Regions from separate parts of the Sus scrofa genome. Here region 1 is linked to region 2. Evidence: chromatin contacts called from public promoter capture Hi-C data. All regions are on one chromosome and are shown on one strand. The core of a region is the stretch at or near the end of the contact, and the rest is flanking DNA. Distances in the headings are between cores, read along the strand shown. Region 1 holds the start of CYP2D25 (vitamin D3 25-Hydroxylase). Region 2 holds the start of RRP7A (ribosomal RNA-processing protein 7 homolog A).

The links. Promoter capture Hi-C pulls out the DNA fragments that hold promoters and counts their contacts.
Region 1: a promoter capture Hi-C map of fetal skeletal muscle shows a contact between it and region 2, with 4 times the contacts expected there. The contact joins the promoter of CYP2D25 here to the promoter of RRP7A in region 2. A contact is called at or near these places in 1 of 5 promoter capture datasets (fetal skeletal muscle) and 1 of 2 datasets of contacts at active chromatin or transcription factors (alveolar macrophages).

Annotation. Positions count from the first base shown.
Region 1 is chr5:6,537,765-6,543,209 of Sscrofa11.1, forward strand. It overlaps CYP2D25 (vitamin D3 25-Hydroxylase), which reads left to right and starts at 1,257. Exons shown (of 9, transcript NM_214394.1): 1 at 1,257-1,510; 2 at 2,493-2,664; 3 at 3,283-3,435; 4 at 3,530-3,690; 5 at 4,110-4,286; 6 at 4,457-4,598; 7 at 4,819-5,006; 8 at 5,380-5,445. The coding sequence starts at 1,322.
Region 2 is chr5:6,204,351-6,209,967 of Sscrofa11.1, forward strand. It overlaps RRP7A (ribosomal RNA-processing protein 7 homolog A), which reads left to right and starts at 4,145. Exons shown (of 8, transcript XM_021091431.1): 1 at 4,145-4,276. The coding sequence starts at 4,204.

The DNA of each region.
Region 1 (5,445 bases), core at 7-2,506, 330 kb after region 2:
GCAAAGGCAATTGATCCAAGGGCACTGTGAGACGAACACTTGAACCATCCTGCCAGCCCCATTCATACCACCTGATTCTCTGGCTGTCCTGGGTGGAAAATTGCTGCCAGACGGGACAGGAACATTCACCTGAGGCCAGCTGAGAGACCCCAGGCTGGATCTGAGATGTCACCAGGGTGCCCGTGGGTCTTACCCTCTTTGTAGAATGGCCTTAAAACTGGTTTCCCTGCCTCCTTGAGGTCCCAGAACCCCAGTTCCCCACGATCCATGAGGCCTGTTCCTCTGAGGACAGTCACAGCCTATGCTAAGCCACCGTGGAGGCTGACTGGTAGCTCAGTCAACAAGGGCAAGTGCCCCCTCCACGTTTTTCCGAGTCAGGAAATGACACAGAAAGGCAATGGACGGCCGCAAGAGCTAGAAGGTCCGAGGACCAATTGTAACAAACAGGAAAGGGTCTCTGGGCCATCAGGGAACTAGGGAGCTCTGAAAACAGTCCTCCTGCCTCCCCGTCCCCAGACTCCGGTGGCCACGGCCACAACCAGGTGGAAGCCAAGAAAGGGCTGAGCCAGCAGCCAGCCAGGTGAGGGGCCTCAGCACCCCTGCGAGCAGCCTTGGGGTGGGGTGGGGTAGGGGGTCAGGTCTGGGCAGCCACTGAGAAGTAGAGGGTGTGTGTGCGTACATGTGGTACATATGTGTTAATGTGTGGGTTTGTGGGTGTGTAAATGTGTGCGTGTGAGTAAGCAGTGTGTGGGTGGTTTATGAGTGTGTGACTGTGTCTGTGTTCAGTGTTCTAATGAAATGAGGGGATGCCAAGACCTTTATCCCCCATGATGGTCCCTCTGGTCACGACGATCTCCCTCCAGCACTGGGCAGGTGCCACTGAAAAACCTGGGCCACTCAGGAGGCAGCAGGACAAGGGTATGTTCTGGGGCTGAGGCTGTGGCCACATCAGGGAGTGTGAGCCCTAAGTGACAAGAGTGGCAGAGTCAAGTGTAAAGACGTCTGATTCTTTGGAAGTTTTACAGAGGTGGGAATCCGGCCAGGGTGAAGGAGGACTTCTTGTGTCCTTGCGGCAAGCACATGGAGAGGGCAGGAGGGACAGTCACCATACCCACACCTGACTTTCCCGGGCCCCTCCCCCACCCCTTGCACCCTCTGGCAGCCCAGTCTCCCTGGCAGGTTGGCTCAGAGCAGAGGGCAAAGACCAGTCTCGGCTCCCTTTATAAAATGGGCCTAGGCTGGTCAAGCCTTCAGAGTGCTCTGCATGGCCTGGTCTTAGGTGCTTGGTGCGGTGAGGAGCCCAGTGTGCACTGAGGCAGCCATGGGTCTGCTGACTGGGGATTTACTGGGGATCCTGGCCTTGGCCATGGTCATCTTCCTGCTCCTGGTGGACTTGATGCACCGGCGCTCACGCTGGGCTCCACGCTACCCACCGGGCCCCATGCCACTGCCTGGGCTGGGTAACCTGCTACAAGTGAACTTCCAAGACCCACGTCTCAGCTTTATCCAGGTGAGCAAGGTGATGGTGGGAAGTGGGCAGTGAAGGTCTTAGGGACCCCACACAGCAGCAGACTGTGGTCACTGGACAAAGCCACAGTCTGGCCTAGGAGCTGGGCTGAGAAGAGGAGGCAGATTCGAGAGGCTTCCTGAGGGAGGGTGTTTGTGCAGTTCCTGAGGACAGTTCAGATTTTCCAAGCAAAGTTCAGAGAGGGCAAAGGTGGAGGTGGGGGTTGGGGTGGACATGACTCGGCTACAGGCTGGGAATTCGGTTGGCCAGCACCTAAATGGTGTGAGCCTGAGCCCCTCTGATTACATCAGAGGAGGAAGTGTCTTGAGAAGGGGGATGGGCATCTGGTCATGAGCTCTATTTATTTCTTTATTTTGTTTTTTTGTTTGTTTGTTTTTAGGGCCGCACTTGCAGCATATGGAGGTTCCCAGGCTAGGGGTCGAATCAGAGCTGCAGCTGCTGGCCTACACCACAGCCACAGCAACATAGGATCTGAGCCATGTCTTCAGCCTACACCACAGCTCATGGCAATGCTGGATCTTTAACCCACTGAGCGAGGCTAGGAATCGAACCCGCCACGTCATGGTTACTAGTCAGGTTCGTTTCCACTGTGCCACATCAGGAACTCCATGAGCTCTATTTAAATCAGGAAGTTCAGGCTGAGAGAGGTGCAGTGATCTGGTTCAAATCTTTTGTCACCTTGAGACCCTGGGCCCCGGTGCTCACCTTTATGAACCTTGGTTTCTTCCCCTGTAAAATGGGGTGCTAACTTGGCCTATTGACAATTTTGGTGACCTTTACACAGTCATAGCTGGGTGATTTGAGGCAACTTGAGGTCCTGGACCATAATGTATGTAACTCCCAGGGTCCTAAGGCTGGATGAAGTCCTTGCAGCAGGGGTCCCCCAAGGCTAACGCCGTGAGGCTAGGCCTGCAGCCTGGTGGGGCCTGAACTTGACAAAACGCCTTTGACCTTTGGCCTGCAGCTGCGGCGCCGCTTTGGGGATGTATTCAGCCTGCAGCAGATCTGGAGGCCCGTGGTCGTGCTCAATGGGCTGGCGGCTGTGCGGGAGGCGCTGGTGTCCCACAGCCATGAAACCTCCGACCGCCCACCTGTGTTCATCTTAGAGCACCTGGGTTACGGGCCGCGCTCCGAAGGCAAGCAGAGGAGGGGGTGGACCGCGCCTTGGCGGGACTGGGCCAGCAATGACCCGATACCCGCAGGGCCAGGCGGAGGCAGGGCCGTGGACGTTGGGTGCAAGAAGAGTCAGCGAATTTGAAGGGGCGGCAGGCAGGTGTAGGGAGTCTGTGGCCAAGAGTTGAGCGAGGAAGAATATGTGTGAGGCAGAGGAGGGTGAGGCCTGAGAGAGGGCGGCCCAGGGCCACTGCGGACCGAAGGGAAGGTCAAGTTCCAGAGGAACTAGGAGGATGAAGTCAAAGTGGGCGGAGCCGGGGCGAGCCAGGACCTTTCCAGAACGGTCACGATGAGCAAAGCAAAAAGTGGGGCCAAGACCGGGCCCTAGCCGGGGAGAGTGGGAGGGCAAGGAAGGCGGGCAGAGGAGGACCTGGAAAGGGGTGTCAAAGTGGGCGGGGCTTGGGAGGTGAGGTTAGTGTGGGAGGAGCTGGGGGCGAGACCGACCCCTGAAGGGGCGGGACTGTGTGAGCGGAGCGCGGGGCGGGGCGTGGAGAACCCGCGGGCCCGCGAGAGCAGGTTGCGGGCAGAGGGCGGGGCCAGGGCGCACCCGGGCCACGCCCACGCGCCTGCTCCGCCCCCAGGAGTGATCCTGGCGCGCTACGGGAAAGCGTGGCGCGAGCAGCGGCGCTTCTCGGTGTCCACCTTGCGCAACTTTGGCCTGGGCAAGAAGTCGTTGGAGGAGTGGGTGACCCAAGAGGCCTCGTGCCTTTGTGCCGCCTTCGCCGACCAGGCTGGTGAGTGCTGGGGCCGAGGGACAGGAGACAGGTTTGGAGAAGCTGGGGAAGAGGAGATGAAGGCGACCCCCTGACTTGTACGATCCCCTCTCAGGACGCCCCTTTAGCCCTAACAACCTTCTGAATAAAGCGGTGAGCAACGTGATCGCCTCCCTCACCTTCGCGCGCCGCTTCGAGTACAACGACCCTCGCATGCTCAAGCTTCTGGACCTAGTGTTGGAAGGACTGAAGGAGGAAGTGGGCCTCATGCGCCAGGTGCGGGAAGGGCGGCGTGGAGGAGCCCTTCAGGGCGAGCTCCGTGGCAGCAGCCTCCGCCCTGCAGTGGGCCTCCTGGGAGGAGGCTCCGTCTAGGGGGCCAGAGGGAAAGGCCATTCCAAGAGGGGCAACGGCAAGAGAAAAGGCCTGGAAGCCGGGAATGACAGACAACACGGATGGGAGGGGCGGAGCCAGGGTCAGATGGCTTAGGAGTGGGAGGGCTTCTTCACCGGAAAACGCCAGCTCCCTTGAGATGCAGATTTTAGGTTTATTCTTCTGGGCCCAGGGCCGGGAGAGAGGATGAACTTAGGAACAAGGTCAGTGGTGGGGAAACCCTGGAGAAGGCTAGGACCTGACTGGCAGAAGTGAACACCTGGGCACCAGGAGGTCCCAGGGCCCCATAAGTGTGACCCTCGCAGGTGCTGGAAGCAATGCCGGTTCTCAGGCATATCCCGGGGCTGTGTGCCAAGCTCTTCCCAAGGCAGAAGGCCTTCTTGGTCATGATAGATGAGCTGATCACAGAGCACAAGATGACCCGGGACCTGGCCCAGCCCCCCCGAGACTTGACGGATGCCTTCCTGGACGAAATGAAAGAGGTGAGGAGCCAGGGAACGAACAGAACAAGGATGTGGGTTAAGGGCCCCAGGAGGTGAGCCAGGGCAAGGGTGGCAGGGGGGCGGGCATGTGCCGCCCAGTGATCAAGCACCTGGGCGACAGGAGCAGAGTGGGAGGCCTCCTCCCTCCGACCCTGAGTTCACCTTCCCAGGCCAAGGGGAACCCCGAGAGCAGCTTCAATGATGAGAACCTCCGCCTGGTGGTGGCTGACCTGTTCTCCGCTGGGATGATCACCACCTCGACCACGCTGGCCTGGGCTCTCCTCCTCATGATCCTGCACCCAGACGTGCAGCGTGAGCCTCGCCCTGGGGGCTAGGTGGGGTGGGCGAGCGCGGGAAGGGACAGCCCAAGGCCTTCAGCTGGGTTGCTGTGGCCGCCGGCAGCAGCTCTGAGAGCCCAGCTCAGAGGTCACAGCGACCGCCTCCCCTGCGTGGGCACAGCCCTTCACGCGATCATCAGGAGGAGGCTGGAACCCCTCCCTTGGGTCTGACCAGAGGACACTTGTCTTTCCAGGACGCGTCCAACAGGAAATCGATGAGGTGATAGGGCACGTGCGGCAACCGGAGATAAAGGATCAGGCCCTCATGCCCTTCACCTTGGCCGTGCTCCATGAGGTGCAGCGCTTTGGGGACATCGTCCCACTGGGCGTGGCCCACATGACATCTTGTGACATTGAAGTGCAGGGTTTCCTCATCCCCAAGGTAAGCCTGCACCTTCCTCACCCCAGCTCAGCACCAGCTGCCACCTGGTAGGCCCAGGCGCCTGTTGCCAGGTGGGGCCAGGACTAATGTCCACAGGCACTGAGTGTCCCAGCCTGGGTGGGTGTGGGGATGAGGGCAGAGGCAGGGCTGGCCCTGTCCATTCAGAGCTCCCAGTTGGGCAGGGAAGACAAGCCAAAACATGCCACAGAGTGTTGCAGGAGCCCATGCAAGAGGCCAAGAAGCTTCTTGGGCTGAGGGTTACTTGAAGAGTCCAGGTACGTGCCAGGCAGAGGCTGTGTGCCCTGTATGTTCGGTGGCAGGGGTCCAAGCACCCCCCAGTCTGGACCCCACCATGCCAGATGTCTCCTGCCAGGGGACCACACTTATCACCAACCTGACGTCAGTGCTGAAGGACGAGACTGTCTGGAAGAAGCCCTTC
Region 2 (5,617 bases), core at 2,895-5,394:
TAAGCCGTAACAAACTGACTAGTATCCTTGGGGACCCAGGTTCAAACCCTGGCCTCACTCAGCGGGTTAGGGCTCCTGCATTGCCGTGAACTGTGGTGTAAGCCACAGACTTGGCTCCCATCCGCATTGCTGTGGCTGTGGCGTAGGCCAGCAGCTACAGCTCCAATTCAACCCCTAGCCTGGGGATTTCCATGTGCTTCGGGTGTGGCCCTAAAAGAAAAGAAAAAAAAAAAAAAAAAAAAAGATAACACACCCCAAAACACTATAGATAAAGCAAAATGGAATTCTTTAAAAAATGTCCAAATAACCCACAGGAAAGCTGAAAAAACGAAAAACAGGAGACTTGGGCCCTAACATCAATAAGTGTGTTAAATGCAGATGGGAAGTTCCCAGGTGGCTTAGCAGTTAAGCATTCAGTGTTGTCACTGCTGTGGCTCAAGTTCAACCCTGGCCCAGGAACTTCCGCGTGCCCCAGGCATGGCCATAAATAAGTAAATAAGTAGGTAAGTAAGAGATTGGCAAAGCGGATGAAAAAGCATAACCTAAGTGCATGCAAACTACAAGAAACTCACTTCAAATGTAAGTAGGTTGAGGGGAGTTCCCGTCATGGCACAGTGGAAACGAATCCCACTAGGAACCATGAGGTTGCAGGTTCGATCCCTGGCCTCATTCAGTGGGTTAAAGGATCTGGTGTTGCCGTGAGCTGTGGTGTAGGTCACAGATTCGGCTCAGATCCCGAGTTGCTATGGCTGTGGTGTAAGCCATGGGCTATGGCTCCGATTCGACCCCTAGCCTGGGAACCTCCATATGCTGTGAGTGCGGCCCTAGAAAAGACAAAAACAAACAAAAAACCCCACTAAAAACAGAGCTGCAAAACTGATAGAATTGAAAGAAGAGCAGGGAGTTCCCTTTGTGGCTCAGCGGTTAACAATCCCGAAAAGGAAAAAAACAAGAATAGCAAATCCATACTTACACTGGAAACTTCAACACCCCCCCCCTCTTTTTTTTTTTTTTTCCTGGCCACGCCATGGCAAGTGGAAGTTACTGGGCCAGGGATCAACACTGCAGTTGTCACCTGCACAACAGCTGCCCTGTACAACAGCTGCGGCAGTGTCAGATTCTTAACCCACTGCTCCACAAGGGAGCTTCAACACCCTGCTCTTTTTGTTTGTTTGCTTTTGGTTTTTTGTTTGTTTGTTTTTTGTTTTTTTGGGGTTTTTTTGCTTTTTAGAGCCACACCCAAACATATGGAAGTTCCCAGGCCAGGGGTTGAATGGGAGCTTTATGTAGCTGCAGACCTACATACACCACAGCTCACAGCAACACTGGATCCTTAAACCATTGAGCGAGGCCAGGGATCAAACCCGCATCCTCATGGATACTAGTCAGATTCATTTCCATTGCACCACAGCGAGAACTCCCCTCCTCTCTTAATAATAGGTGGAACTAGACAGAAAACCAGCAAGGATGTAGAAGAACCAAACAATACTATCTCAACCAACAGGATCCTATCAACATAGAATATTTCACCCAACAAAAGACACATTATTTTTAAACATTTATGGAATGTATACCAAGATGGATCCTATCCTGACCTATAAAACAAAAATCAACAAATAAAAAGAATTGAGGAGTTCCCTTATGGCTCAATGGGTTAAAGATCTGGCAGTTGTCACAGCTGTGGCTCTGGTTTCAGCTGTGGCGCAAGTTCGATCCCTGGCCCAGGAACTTACACATGCTGTAGGCTTGGCAAAAAAAAAAAAGGACATTCTCCTCTGTTTCTCTCTTTAACTGTAGAAGGCGCTTTTAGAAATTAATAATTTCTATACCACAGCCACAGCCACGAGGGATCCTTAACCCACTGAGTGAGGCCAGGGATCAAACCTGTGTCCTCATAGGTACTAGTTGGGTTTGTTTCCACTGAGCCACAGCAGGAACTCCGAATTGCTGGATTTTAGATAATTTTTTTTCTTTTCTTTCTTCTTTTTGGTCTTTTGTCTTTTTAGGGCTGTACCCGAGGCATATGGAAGTTCCCAGGCTAGGGGTCTAATTGGAGGTGCAGCTGCCACCCTACACCACAACCACAGCAACTCGGGATCTGAGCCACAGCAACCTACACCATAGCTCATGGCAACACCAGATCCTTAACCCACTGAGCGAGGCCAGGGATTGAACCTGAATCCTCTTGGATACTAGTCGGATACTAGTCAGGTTCCTAACCTGCTGAGCCACAAGAGGAATGCCCAATTTTTCTTTTTTTAAAGACAACCATTATGTGTCACACATCGCAAATTAGTTAACAGGACTTTCATAATATTCAAGAAAAAAAGTATTTGGGACCAAGTGTCTCTCAGTATGGAATTATGCTAGACAGAAACAGTTATGCATCGACTGCTGCTTTAAGCAATAGGACACTTCAGCTGTATGTAATGGTACCTAATCAGGGGAAAAACAGGGGGAAGTTCCTGGGCTAGGGATTGAACCCATGACACAGCAGTGACAACACCAGATTCTTACCTGCTGCGCCAAAAGGGAATTCCTCTCTTAGCTTTTAATAGCATCTCTACATCAGCAGTTCCCACGTGTATTTCCCCAGGTCAGACCTCCCCGTCTCAACATGGTCCACAGTGAAGTCTGGATCTACCCACCCTTTCCTGCTCCAAGCCCATCTTTCCTACATTCTTCCCATCTCAACAAATGACACCATTCTTCTGGCTGTTCAGATATCGAAACCTGGCAGGAGTCCTGTATTTCTCTTTTTTCTCACACTGCATCTCTCACTAAATCCTATTGGAATGATTCAAAGCATACCCAGAATCCGACCACTTCTCATCACCTCCACTGCCACTTCCCTGGTGACCAAGCCATCTTCTTTCCTCTAGATTATTGCGATGGTGTCCTAAGAAATCCTGCTGCTACCCTGGCCATTCCACGGTCTAATTGCAACTCAGCAGCTAAAGCGACTGTTTACACATCACTCCTCTCTCAAGATCCCGCAGCGGTCCCCCATCACACTCACTAGCAATTAAAGTGCTTCTGGGAGTTCCCGTCGTGGCTCAGCGGTTAACGAACCTGACTAGTATTCGTGAGGAGGCGGCTTCCATCCCTGGCCTCGCTCAGTGGATTAAGGATCCAGCGTTCCGTGAGCTGTGGTGTAGGTCACAGATGTGGCTCAGATTCTGCATTGCTGTAGCTGTGGTGTAGGCCGGCAGCTGTAGCTCCAATTCGACCCCTAGCCTGAGAACCTCCATATGCCTCGGTGCAGCCCTAAAAAGACAAAAAATAAAAATAAAGTGCTTCTGGGGGTCTACCCGATCCTCTCTGAGCTTGGCCCACTGTGCTTCCTTCCTGATTCTACCGTGACAGGTAGGCTCCAGTGGTTCTTGCCAGTTCCTTCTGCCCAGGACTCTCTCCAATGAACACCTTGCTCCCTCACCTTCCTCAGTAGCCGCTCAAATGTCGCTTCAGTGAGGTCATCACCTTGTTTTTTGTTCGTTTGTTTTTTGGGCATATGGAAGTTCGCTGGCCAGGGATAGAATCCCAGCGGCACCACTGGGTCCATAACCCACAGCTCCACAGCAGGAACTCCCCTCCTCTAATTTAAAATTACAGCGCTTCTCTTTACCGCACTCCCCATTCCACCTTCGGTTTTCTCTTCAGCACTTTGCATGACACCAGGTACTTTATAGTTTACTTCTTCATGTGTTTATAGTTTCTTTAGAATGTAAACTCTGAGAAGGCTGTTTTTTGGTTTTGGTTTTGGTTTTGAAAGATTTGGGGGTTTTTTGGTTGTGCCTGCTCCCCAGCCAGGAATTGAACCTGAGTCACAGCAGGGATGATGCCGTAACCTTAACTCGCTGAGCCACCAGGGAACTCCCCCGAGTGCATTCACTGTTATTTGTGGAATGGATGAAAGAGTAAATGAAAGTTGAGATCGCACCTTTGAACGGCCCTGGTCTACGCCATTTACTCCCACATTCACGCGCTCACTTTTTCCCAAGCAAATGAAGGTTGGGTCCTGCGAGCACAACCGGCACAACCAGAGGGAGCTGGGACATTGGGGCGGCGTGGGATAGAGGTTTGCACGAGAGGAGGGCCTGAATGGAGAGGGCGGGGCCCCACGCGGCGCCGTCGTCTTGGAAACGGTCCCTCCCACCGCCGAACTACAACTCCCAGGGGCCTCCGCGGCTTCCGGTCGACAAGATGGTGGCCCGCAGGAGGAAGCGTGCAGCGCGGGACCCTGAGAAGGGGCTTCTGAGCCCGCCCGGCTACTCAGGTGAGGGGCTGCGGGACGCGGGGCCAGGGGATGGCTAGGCTTCGCCGGGAAGAGGCCTGGGGTCGGCAGTGGCTCGCGGCCCCCAGGAGCAGCCGCACGTAAAGGCCCGAAAGGTCGTGAGGCCGCGGCCCCACAAGACCCACGCGGCGCTCTGTTCTCGGCTGGCTCCACTCGCCCGAGATCAGTCTGGTGTGGTTAACGCTTCCCTTAAGTGAATCTACCTCTGTCCACACTCTCACAGGGCGAACCTGTGTCTGTCTACACTCTGCTCCTGAGGTGCGCGACTTCCACTTACCTGCACCTCTTTGCAGTTCCTAGTCCCCTTCGGCTCTCACCTGGGCCAGTATGTGTTTCTGTCCTTGTGCCTGCCTTCTCTTTTTCACCCGGGAACCAGAATGTTCTTTTTTTTTTTTTTTTTTCTTTGCATTTCTTGGCTGCTCCGAGCATATGGAGGTTCCAGGCTAGGGTCGAATCGGAGCTGTAGCTGCCAGCCTACGCCAGAGCCACAGCAACGCAGGATCCGAGCTGCGTCTGCAACCTACACCACAGCTCACGGCAACGGTTAAACCCACTGAGCAAGGGCAGGGACTGAACCCGCAACCTCATGGTTCCTAGTCGGATTCGTTAACCACTGTGCCACGACGGGAACTCCAGAATGTTCTTTTTAAAGTCAGATTTTTTTTTCCCTTCTGGGCCGAGCATGCAGCATGTGGAAGTTCCTAGGCCAGGGATCGAACCCGCGCCCCCGCGCCGCGGCAGTGACACACGGATCCTTAACCCGCTGTGCCACAAGGGAATTCCCTTAAAGTAAGATTTAAATCAGATCTACATCAGAGCTTGCCTCGCAAACTATGCCCCCCATGCTCACTGAACTCCCTCCAGTGGCTAAAGTTAGTACCTAAAACAAAATCCACACCTCACATCATTGACCTGTGTGGCTGGCCCCCTCATATTCTGGCACCTGCTAACCTACAGCTCTTTCTGCCTTCTTTTTTTTTTTTTTTTTTTTTTTTTTTTTGTCTTTTGTCTTTTTTGTTGTTGCTATTTCTTGGCCACTCCACGGCATATGGAGTTCCAGGCTAGGGTCCAATCGGAGCTGTAGCCACCGCCTACACCAGAGCCACAGCAACCGGATCCGAGCCGCATCTGCAACCTACACACAGCTCACGCAACGCCGGATCGTTAACCCACTCAGCAAGGGCAGGGACCGAACCCGCCACCTCATGGCTCCTAGTCGGATTCGTTAACCACTGCGCCACGATGGGAACTCCTCTTTCTGCCCTTCTGAGGCAACAAGCTCTTTACATCCTCAGGGTTTTTGTACTTACTGTGCCTTCTTCA